Regions from separate parts of the Ovis aries genome. Here all the other regions are linked to region 2. Evidence: chromatin contacts called from public Hi-C data. All regions are on one chromosome and are shown on one strand. Each heading gives the region's core, a stretch centred on a gene start, on an enhancer-like site or on the middle of the called end of the contact. The rest is flanking DNA. Distances are from core to core; before and after follow the strand shown.

Region 1 (2,883 bases), core at 115-2,614, 330 kb after region 2:
CAGCCTTCCATCCTAAAGATGCCTCATTGCGTCTCGGAGAACCACGGCTCCATAGCTGCTTTTCGCCCCTTGCTCACACAGAAAAGACCTTTTGTTTACTCGCTTAGTGATTGGGTGTTTTGAAAACATGTCTCACTGTGTGCGCTGCTTCTCGGGGCTGGGGGCGGGTTGCGTGATGCCGTTCTCCCCCGTCACCCTTGCCATCTGTCCCGCTGCCCCCGCAGCAGCCTGAACAGCGTCAACAGCAGCGACTCGCGGTCCAGCGGCTCCCACGGCTCCCACTCGCACTCGCCCAGCTCCCACTTCCGCTACCGCGGCTCCAGCCTGGCCCAGCAGGCGCCCGTGCGGCTGTCCAGTGTGTCCTCCCACGACTCAGGGTTCATCTCCCAGGACGCCTTCCAGTCCAAGTCGCCGTCCCCCATGCCGCCCGAGGCCCCCAACCAGGTAAGAATGTCCTTGGCCCCAGGAGCAGCCGCCACACCTGAGGCCCTGGATCAGTCTTGATGGCTGGAACCAGAGAGGGAACTGGAGAGCTTGGACAGACCCTGGTCATCTGCCATGGGGAACCTCTGGTTTAATTTCTCATCGTTAGATGAGCTGATCCCCTAAAGGGAGAGAATATAAGTGGGGGTTAAAACTTATGATTGGGCTTCCCTGGTAACTCACATGGTAAAGAATCCGCCTACAATGCGGGAGACCTGGATTCGATCCCTGGGTGGGGAAGATCCCCTGGAGAAGGAAATGGCTAACTACTCCAGTATTCTTGCCTGGAGAATCCCATGGACAGAGGAGCCTGGCGGGCTACAGTCCATGGGGTCTCACAGAGTTCGACACCACTGAGTGACTTTCACTGACTCAAAGCTTATGATCACCATGTGGGTGATAGTTGTCACCCCATTGATTTGGACAGTTTTCACACTTGTGTAGACAGGTATGTAGACAGACTCAAAGTCTTGGAGTCTTGGCTGCTCTCTGTGTCCCTGTGGCTGGCTTGGCATGATATAGTCATTATCCCATTTGCACATGGGAACAGAGATTCTGCTGTTGAACAACGCCTCGGAGCCCTTCCTTGGCACTTTCAGCTTCCTTGTATCAATTTATGATGAGGATGAGAATAAGAAAGTATCTTCAGTGCTCATGCAGGTAATTCTGTGAGCATCTTCCTCCTGGGAGAAGGGGAGGTGTTGAGTTTCTTTGAATACAGTTGGGTTAGATGGCACTAAATGCCCAGCCCTTTAGCTGCAGAAGAGCAGAAGGCAGGAGCTGGGCATCGAACACCCTTCACCTGCTCCGCTGTGTCCCTTTTTTGTGTCAGTGGGTTGGCGTCTAGACTAGCAAGCACAACATACAGGCAACTAGGAAATGTGAACATCCAGGATGTCCCCTCAGCGCCATCTGCTGGGGAGCATGGTGACTGCGAGCCCATTGCATATTGGGTTTGCCAAAAAGATCATTAGGGTTTTTCCAAAGTAAGACATTAACTTTTTGGTCAACCCAATATAATACATTTTGAGACCAACCACAGCCTTTGGCCCAAGATCCTTTGGATTCAGAAGGTCACGTGCTTGTCTTGTTCATCCAGGTATCCAATTTGCCTGAGAGTCAGCAAGTATCTCCTGGGTGCCAGGCACCGTCCTAGGAGCTCCTGCCTATTGTCTATGTAGTCCTGCCAGCAGCCGCTTGGAGTGTTGTTATCCCTGTTTTGTTGGAGAAACAGGCTAAGATGTAAAGCAGTTTGCCCGAGTGGCACAGTTATGTGACCTGCAGTCGGGGATCTGGAACGAGGGTTTCTAGCAACTGGTCCAGCGGCCTTTCTGCACCACCCTGGCCATAAGGTGCCCCTAGCAGAGTGTTCTGGGGAGCACTCCACGTTGAGGAAGCATCTGTCATGTTCTGGGAGCCAGACAGCCACTCGCATGATGCATCTGACATTGGTGAACCCAGAGCTGCTCAGCCTAGAGCCCCGCCTTTGGCATTTCACAGCTGTCCCTGGGGGCGCTGTTGCCTCTCTCTGTCTTCCTGGGGTTGAGATTCAATTTTAAGCAGAAATGCTCGGAGCTGGGAGCTGCAGCTTTAAGTCCTCTACTTGTCCTAGCTGGGTGCTTTGGCTCACTCACTCTTTAAGAGGTCCCGCCTTGTGTGGCACTAAGCTGTACCTGTGTGTCTCGTGAGCCTCGAGTGAGTGTGGTAGAGAGGGAGCAGGGATTTGCAGCTCCTCAAAGGCTTTTCTAATGTGCAGTGTCATTCTCTGTGTGTTTTTAATCAACTGATGCATTAACAAAATATCGTGCGCTGACACCCCTTTCTAAAAAAAGAGGCCATGTGCTCCAGCTTTGCTGAATGAAGCAGGGTTTCTGCCTCCAGTCATGTCAAGGGAAACAGAAGGCGGGATCGTTGGGATTTACTTAAATCTGAAAGCCGGTGCCTAAGATAAATGCTTGGCTAAGCAACTCTAGGGTAGTTTGAGTAAACTCAGGGATGCTGCAGAATTTAATTGAGAATTCTGTTTTTCTTGAAAAAGGCGTTATGACTGCTTCTAAGGCAGAGGGGAAATTTAAGGAGATTGTACACCTCACACAGGGCAGAGGGTATAGTTTCCTAGGGGAAGTATTATTACCTTTATTTGGGTGGGAGGAAGGGAGCACACATCCATAAGCAGGGAAATCCCTCGGGTGCATGGGTGTAAATGAATGCCTCGTGGCAGGATGTTTTCAGGATTCTCCCTCTGTCCTCTACTCTGCTCTTTACAAGTTGTGCCACGTGTGCCCAGGAGAGATGGGACCACGTCTGCAGCGGGGCTCCTGCCTAGAACCGTTCACTCCACCCACTCAAGGGGCTCTTCAGGAAAAAATGAGCAGAAGTCAGACGAAATAAGAACCTGTA
Region 2 (2,721 bases), core at 160-2,659:
CATGCATGCATGCTAGGTCGCTTCAGTCGTGTCCGACTCTTTGGGACCCTATGCACTGTAGCCTGCCAGGCTCCTCTGTCCATGGAATTCTCCAGGCAAGAATGCTGGAATGGGTTGCCATGCCTTCCTCCAGGGGATCCTCCAGACGCAGGGATCGAACCCACGTCTCTGTCTTCTGCATTGGCAGGCAGGTTCTTCACTCCTAGAACCATCTGGAATGCCTGGAAAATTAAAAAGAGACAATTCACCAAAACCTGAAAGAACCGTGTCTGGTACATATTAAGCACTCAATAAATATTAGCTATTATTATTTTGTCCCTTCACACTTAGTACAAAAACCAAGCCAGAGGGTCCGGTGTGTCAGAAATAGTGGCATCTTTTTGTTTTCAATAAATCAACTTAATTTCATCTCCAGTTTCACACTGCCTCAGTCATTCTCAGAGTTTCTGTTCCCTGAGTCCTCCAGAGTTCATGGCAGGGATCTGAGATCTTACACAATGCTCAGGTTTCCAGAGGGTCCCACCGGTCACCAGGACCCCCAGCTTCCCCTCAGATGTCCATTATCTCAGGCCAGATGGGCTCTGCCACTTCTGTGCCCACACCTGGAACCGAAAGTCATGGCCGAGCCCATGGGTCCCTGCCTAGGATCACATCTCTTGGTTCACGATTTCTAGCCACAGCCTTGGGACTCATAGACTTTTCTCTTACCTCCTGTCCAAGCCTCTGGAAATCTCTTCTAAATCCAGAGGAAAGGGACCTCCCCGGTGGTCCAGTGCATAAGGATCTGCCTTGCCATGCCAGGGATGTGGGTTCTGCCTCTGATGGGGGAACTAACAGGCCAAGGAACAACTAAGCCCACAGGCTGCAACTACCTGAGTCCCACAACTAGGAAGTCCGTGAAAAGCCCAATGAAAAGAGCCCACAGGAGGCACCAAAGATCCTACCTGCCACAACTAAGACCCATTGCAGCCAAATAATTTAAAAAAAGGAAATCCAGGGGAAAATCATTTTATTCTCAAACCCTGTTCACCCTCACGGACTTTTGGAAACAAGAGTTTGGGCACAAGTCTTTGCAGCGACAGAGAAGCCCAGGGCCTGCTACACACTTGGGTGGGAGGAAGAAAGACAAGTAGAGGGAGACATTTACATCCCCATCTCTCGAAGCTCTCCGTCCCCTGAATCTACAAACATGAATCATCACACAGTAAGTTCATCTCACAGTCACCGAGTAAACACTGATCAGGTGCCAGGCACTGCACAAGGCACTGGAAGAGATGAGAAGCCAAACTAGATATGAACCCCGCCCTCAAAGACTCACAAGCAGTGGAGACTGCCTAGGGGACATTAGGCAATAGCAGGAGCTATGTTTGGTTGTCACAACTGGAGAGGGCAGTACCCCTGCCACCTACTGGGTAGAGGCAGAAATGCTGCTAAATAGCCTACAATGCACAGGTCAGTCCCGACAGCAAAGAAAGACCTGACTCAAAATGTCCATCGAGACAAGGGGAGAGCAGGAAAACTACCAGCAAGGTAGAAGGAAGTGCTAGAGGCTCATTCGACAAGGTCCACCAGAGGGAAACTACAGTCAGAAGGAATATTGCTGAGAGGTTTCCATCGTAGCAGGATATGATCTGGAATAAGGAGGAGCTGAGACTTGAGCTCATAGCTCTCTTCCATGCAATTTCAGACAGCAGTAGCCTAGAAAACAGGCAGAAACCTAACAAGAGCCAGCTCCATCTGGCCTGGCAAATGGAGCTACAGCTGGCCACTGAGGGCCCGCCCTGAGGCCGGAGACGGAGCTGCCCTTCACCACCAGGCTCTATGGTGTGGTTACTGCCCCAGGGATCAGTGACCAGGACAGTTAGGTGAGGTCCCTGGTGACTCTCCACCCTGGCCTCACAGCATGTCTCCCCCAGGAATGCTGACAGCTCCAGGGAAGGGCCCAGACAGGGGTTTTGTTTTTTAACTCCAAAAGTTAAAAAATAACAAAAAGATACTCACATTATCCCCATTTCACAGATGTGGAAACTGAGGCATGAAGAGGTTAAATATCTTATCTGGAGTCACATGTCATTGAAAGGGAAAGCCTGCTCCAATGTTACTCTCTGGTTCAGAACCCTAAAATAACTCCCTGAATCTTGACCTTCCGGGCAGAGTGCACACTTTCATACCAGCCAGGGGGTCCTCTGTGACTCAGGCTCTGCCTCCCTCTGCATTTACCACTACCTGTGCTCTACTCTGACCCACCCCAGAGGCTCCCATAGCTACTCAAAGGTGCCGGTGGATCTTGCTGCTCTTTGCTCAAGCTTTCTTCCTTCCCCAAGACCCTTCCCCATCCAGTCTGTCTGGCAGACACATCTCCCAAGGTTCAACTTAAAGGACACCTCTGCCATGAAGCCTTTCCAGAGTGATCTCACCCCCAACCCTAGTAGAACTGACTTCCTTTTCATGGTTTGCTGACGCCAGGTCCTGTTTGTCACCAGGGGTGAGGGCAGGGACAGAATGTGCTCTACGGGGGCTGTGGTTTGACCGATTCATGCGGCCTGGAAAGGAGATTTCTCAGTGTCTTGGAGGTGTGGGCCATCATGGTTAGGGTGAAGTTAATGTCCCTGAGTGTAAAGAAGAGTTCGTGGATGGTCAACTGATATCCTTGGGCTGTTCAAGGTCGGGGGTGGGGACGGGAGGGGAGCCTCAGAGCCTGGGGAGTGGCTGCCCTGAGGC
Region 3 (2,973 bases), core at 44-2,543, 300 kb after region 2:
CCACCCCCAGAACCTGTGAATATGTTACTGAACGTGACAACAGGGGCTTTGCATATATCATTCAGTTAGGGATCTTGGAATGGGGAGATTATCTTGGATTATTAAGGTGGGTCCAGTACAGCCCAGCCTGGTGGGCTGCTGTCTGTGGGGTCGCACAGAGTCGGACACGACTGAAGCGACTTAGCAGCAGCAGCAGCAGTACAGCACAAAGCTCTAAGGAGGAAGAAGGAAGATCGGAGTCAGAGAAGATGTGAGGACGGAAGTGGAGGTCCGAGAAGAGTGAAGGCGTTACTGCTGACTTGAAGGTGGAGGGAGGTGCCCCGAGCCAAGGAGTGCAGGCAGCCTGTGGGGGCTGGAAGAGGCAAGGAGAAGGGTTCTCCCCTAGGGCCTCTAGAGGAATCAAGCTCTCACAACACCTTGATTTTAACCTGAAGAAATTGATTTTTGGACTTCTGGCTTCCAGAACTGTAAGATAATAAATGAGTACTGCTTTAAACCGCTAAATGTGTAGTGATTTATTGCAGCAGCGATAGAAAACCAGATAAGCAAACTCCTACTGTATCACACAGGGAACTACATTCACTATCTTGTAAAAAACTATAATTGAAAAAAATCTGAAAAAGAATATATGTATATGCATGTATATACATAGCACCAGAAAATAACACAACATTGTAACTCAACTATACTCCAATTAAAAAAAAAAAAAAGAACAAAGTGAATACACCATTGTTTCTCCAGGCTGACCTTGAATCAGTATAGACCTTTGGTAAGACCTTGTATTGATTTTGAATCTTCTTTTGTATGCACAGAGAAGCTACACAAATATTTATGCATTCAACAAAAGGCAAACCCGTTCCCTCACCCTGCCTCTACCTAGCCAAAAATGCTACCATTTTGCCCCCCAAAACAGTCAGTGTTGGTTCCGTCGTTCAGCCCTAGTGCCGGGTGCAGGGAAAGCAGAAACAAGTGGGATCTTGTCCTCACTCCCAAGCTGCCGAGACCGTCTCAGTCATTTGATTCCATAAATATTCTCACTGTCAGCTCAGAGCTCGTCCAGATGTCTGTTCTGGCTTTGTAACTAAAGCCAGTTTCCTCTGAAGCTTTTCAGACCTGCTGATTTTTTTGTTTTTAAGTTTTAGCAAGGGTCAGGAAGAGCAGAAGACATTGTTAAGCACATCCACAGATAGAGCTATTTTTAGGGGCCCGGAGTGGCAGAGATCCGCAGTCATTCTGACGGTTGGGTCCTGGCGTCCACAGAGGAGGTTAGCTGCCTGTCTCCTGCCCTCATGCCCCTTGGACAGAGAAGCTGCTCTTTGGGACTTTTCTCTGCGGTTCTTCATTTCCTCCTCTCACAGGAAGCCCTGTGCCACGGAGCAGGGGGTCCCCAACCTCTGAGATCTAATGCCTGGTGATCTGAGGTGGAGCTGATGTAATAATACTAGAAATAAAGTGCGCAGTAAGTGTCATGTACTTGACTCATCCCCAAACCACCCCCCCTGCCCGCCCTTGGTCTGTGGAAAAATTGTCTTGCATGAAACCAGTCCCTGGTGCCCAAAAGGGAAGGGGCCCGCTGCTGCAGAGCACAGTGGAGCGGCGCACGCAGTCTGCGTGGAGCTGCTTGTTAGCACACCGCAGCTCAGTTGTTGCCGGGAAGCCTTGGGCTTTCCCGGGGATGATATGTGTCCAGTGGCAATCTGTGAAAATATCTGGGAAGCTACCAGAAATCCAGGACCAGAAGAGTTAGGGAGCCAGGCTTCGAGGTGATCTTTTCCAACCATGGCGTTCTATTTTGAGGAAACTGAGGTGTGGGTAATCAGTGACACAGCTCTCAGTCATGTGTGGAGCAGCTTAGCAAGGACCAGAGCTTAGTCCCCGTGGCATCAACTGTGGGCAGTTCTAGGCTCGGGAACCGAAATAAGAGAGCTGGACCGTGAAGCCCTGATACCCGTAAGAGTGTGTAGATAAGTTAGCTTAGCAGGATGTTCTGGGCTCTTAGCTCTGCTTCCCATCTCCCCTTGTCTGTAATAAGTGCCATGTGCTGAATGGATAAACGCACAGACTCTGGAGGTTTGGCCTGGGTTGGAATCCCCTTTACTAGCAGTGTGGCCTTGGTCAGATTGCGAAAGGTGCTTTCCTTGTCTGTAAGATGGGGCACCAGGTGAGCTGACTTAATGAGTTCAGATGTGCAAAGCAGTCACCTTGGGGCCCAGCACTTCCTCAGCTCTAACAAACGACTTCTTCCTGGGACCTGAAGCATCACTCTCCAGCACTTTGGCTGACTGCTTGCTTTTTCCATCATGTGACTGCCTCCTAGGGTTTTATTCAGCCCGCTCTCTAGAACAAGGTGTTGTTTCTTATTTTTACTATGATAAACAATATTTCCATGACTATCCTCATAGGTAAGGATTTGCTCTCAGCCTTAATTGTTTCCTCGGGTAAAATTTTTCAGAGTAGAATTGCTGGGTCAAAATGGGAGCTTGTTTTTGTAAGACACGTCTTGTTAAATGCTGCCAGATTGTCCTCCAGAAAAGCACTAGTTTACACTCTTACCAGCTGTGAGTGAGTGCGCCAGTTTCCTTGCATCGCCAGGTTATTAACTTTTAATCAAATGAAGGCCCTGGAAAAATAGGAGAGATTTCTCCCGGGATCAAGTGTTCCTAGTCCATGCTCATAAGAATCTGAAGGGAGCCCAGAAGGCAAGTGGCGCGTGTGAAAACGGCGCCCTCTACTGGTTCTCCCTGGTGGAGCAGTGCGGGCGGCAGTAGACGGTCAGGTTGCCACCGGCACTAACTCAGATGCCAGGAATTTCACCCTTCTGGCCATTTAGAAAGTCAGCCTCAGATGACCTTTAACTCTCACTCAGGTTCTTTTACAGAAGTACTTAATCAGCTAGGGGAGAATTTGCTCCGAGGGAGCCCTCGGTACTGTCTGGAGACATTTTTAGATGTCACAAACTGAGGGCGCTGCTAC

Evidence for each region. A called contact is a pair of places that touch in the nucleus more often than the background predicts.
Region 1: a contact with region 2 is called in a Hi-C map of liver, with 6 times the contacts expected there. The contact joins two enhancer-like sites. A contact is called at or near these places in 9 of 16 Hi-C or Micro-C datasets (blood, hypothalamus, liver and 5 more).
Region 3: a contact with region 2 is called in a Hi-C map of hypothalamus, with 2.4 times the contacts expected there. The contact joins two enhancer-like sites. A contact is called at or near these places in 8 of 16 Hi-C or Micro-C datasets (blood, hypothalamus, liver and 4 more).

Annotation. Positions count from the first base shown.
Region 1 is chr9:28,575,832-28,578,714 of ARS-UI_Ramb_v3.0, forward strand. MTSS1 (MTSS I-BAR domain containing 1) reads left to right here. Exons shown (of 15, transcript XM_042254145.1): 10 at 225-444. Among named protein-coding and RNA genes, the nearest start is that of NDUFB9, 19 kb to the right of the region's middle. Within about 2 kb of position 1,365, at least 6 of the 54 cell types and tissues checked have an H3K27ac peak or open chromatin away from gene starts, as enhancers often do. A contact at or near this core is called in liver, where this site is marked.
Region 2 is chr9:28,243,637-28,246,357 of ARS-UI_Ramb_v3.0, forward strand. No RefSeq gene overlaps it. Among named protein-coding and RNA genes, the nearest start is that of ZNF572, 32 kb to the left of the region's middle. Within about 2 kb of position 1,410, at least 13 of the 54 cell types and tissues checked have an H3K27ac peak or open chromatin away from gene starts, as enhancers often do. A contact at or near this core is called in hypothalamus and liver, where this site is marked.
Region 3 is chr9:28,547,053-28,550,025 of ARS-UI_Ramb_v3.0, forward strand. The region is part of intron 3 of MTSS1 (MTSS I-BAR domain containing 1); the gene reads left to right. Among named protein-coding and RNA genes, the nearest start is that of NDUFB9, 48 kb to the right of the region's middle. Within about 2 kb of position 1,294, at least 13 of the 54 cell types and tissues checked have an H3K27ac peak or open chromatin away from gene starts, as enhancers often do. A contact at or near this core is called in hypothalamus and liver, where this site is marked.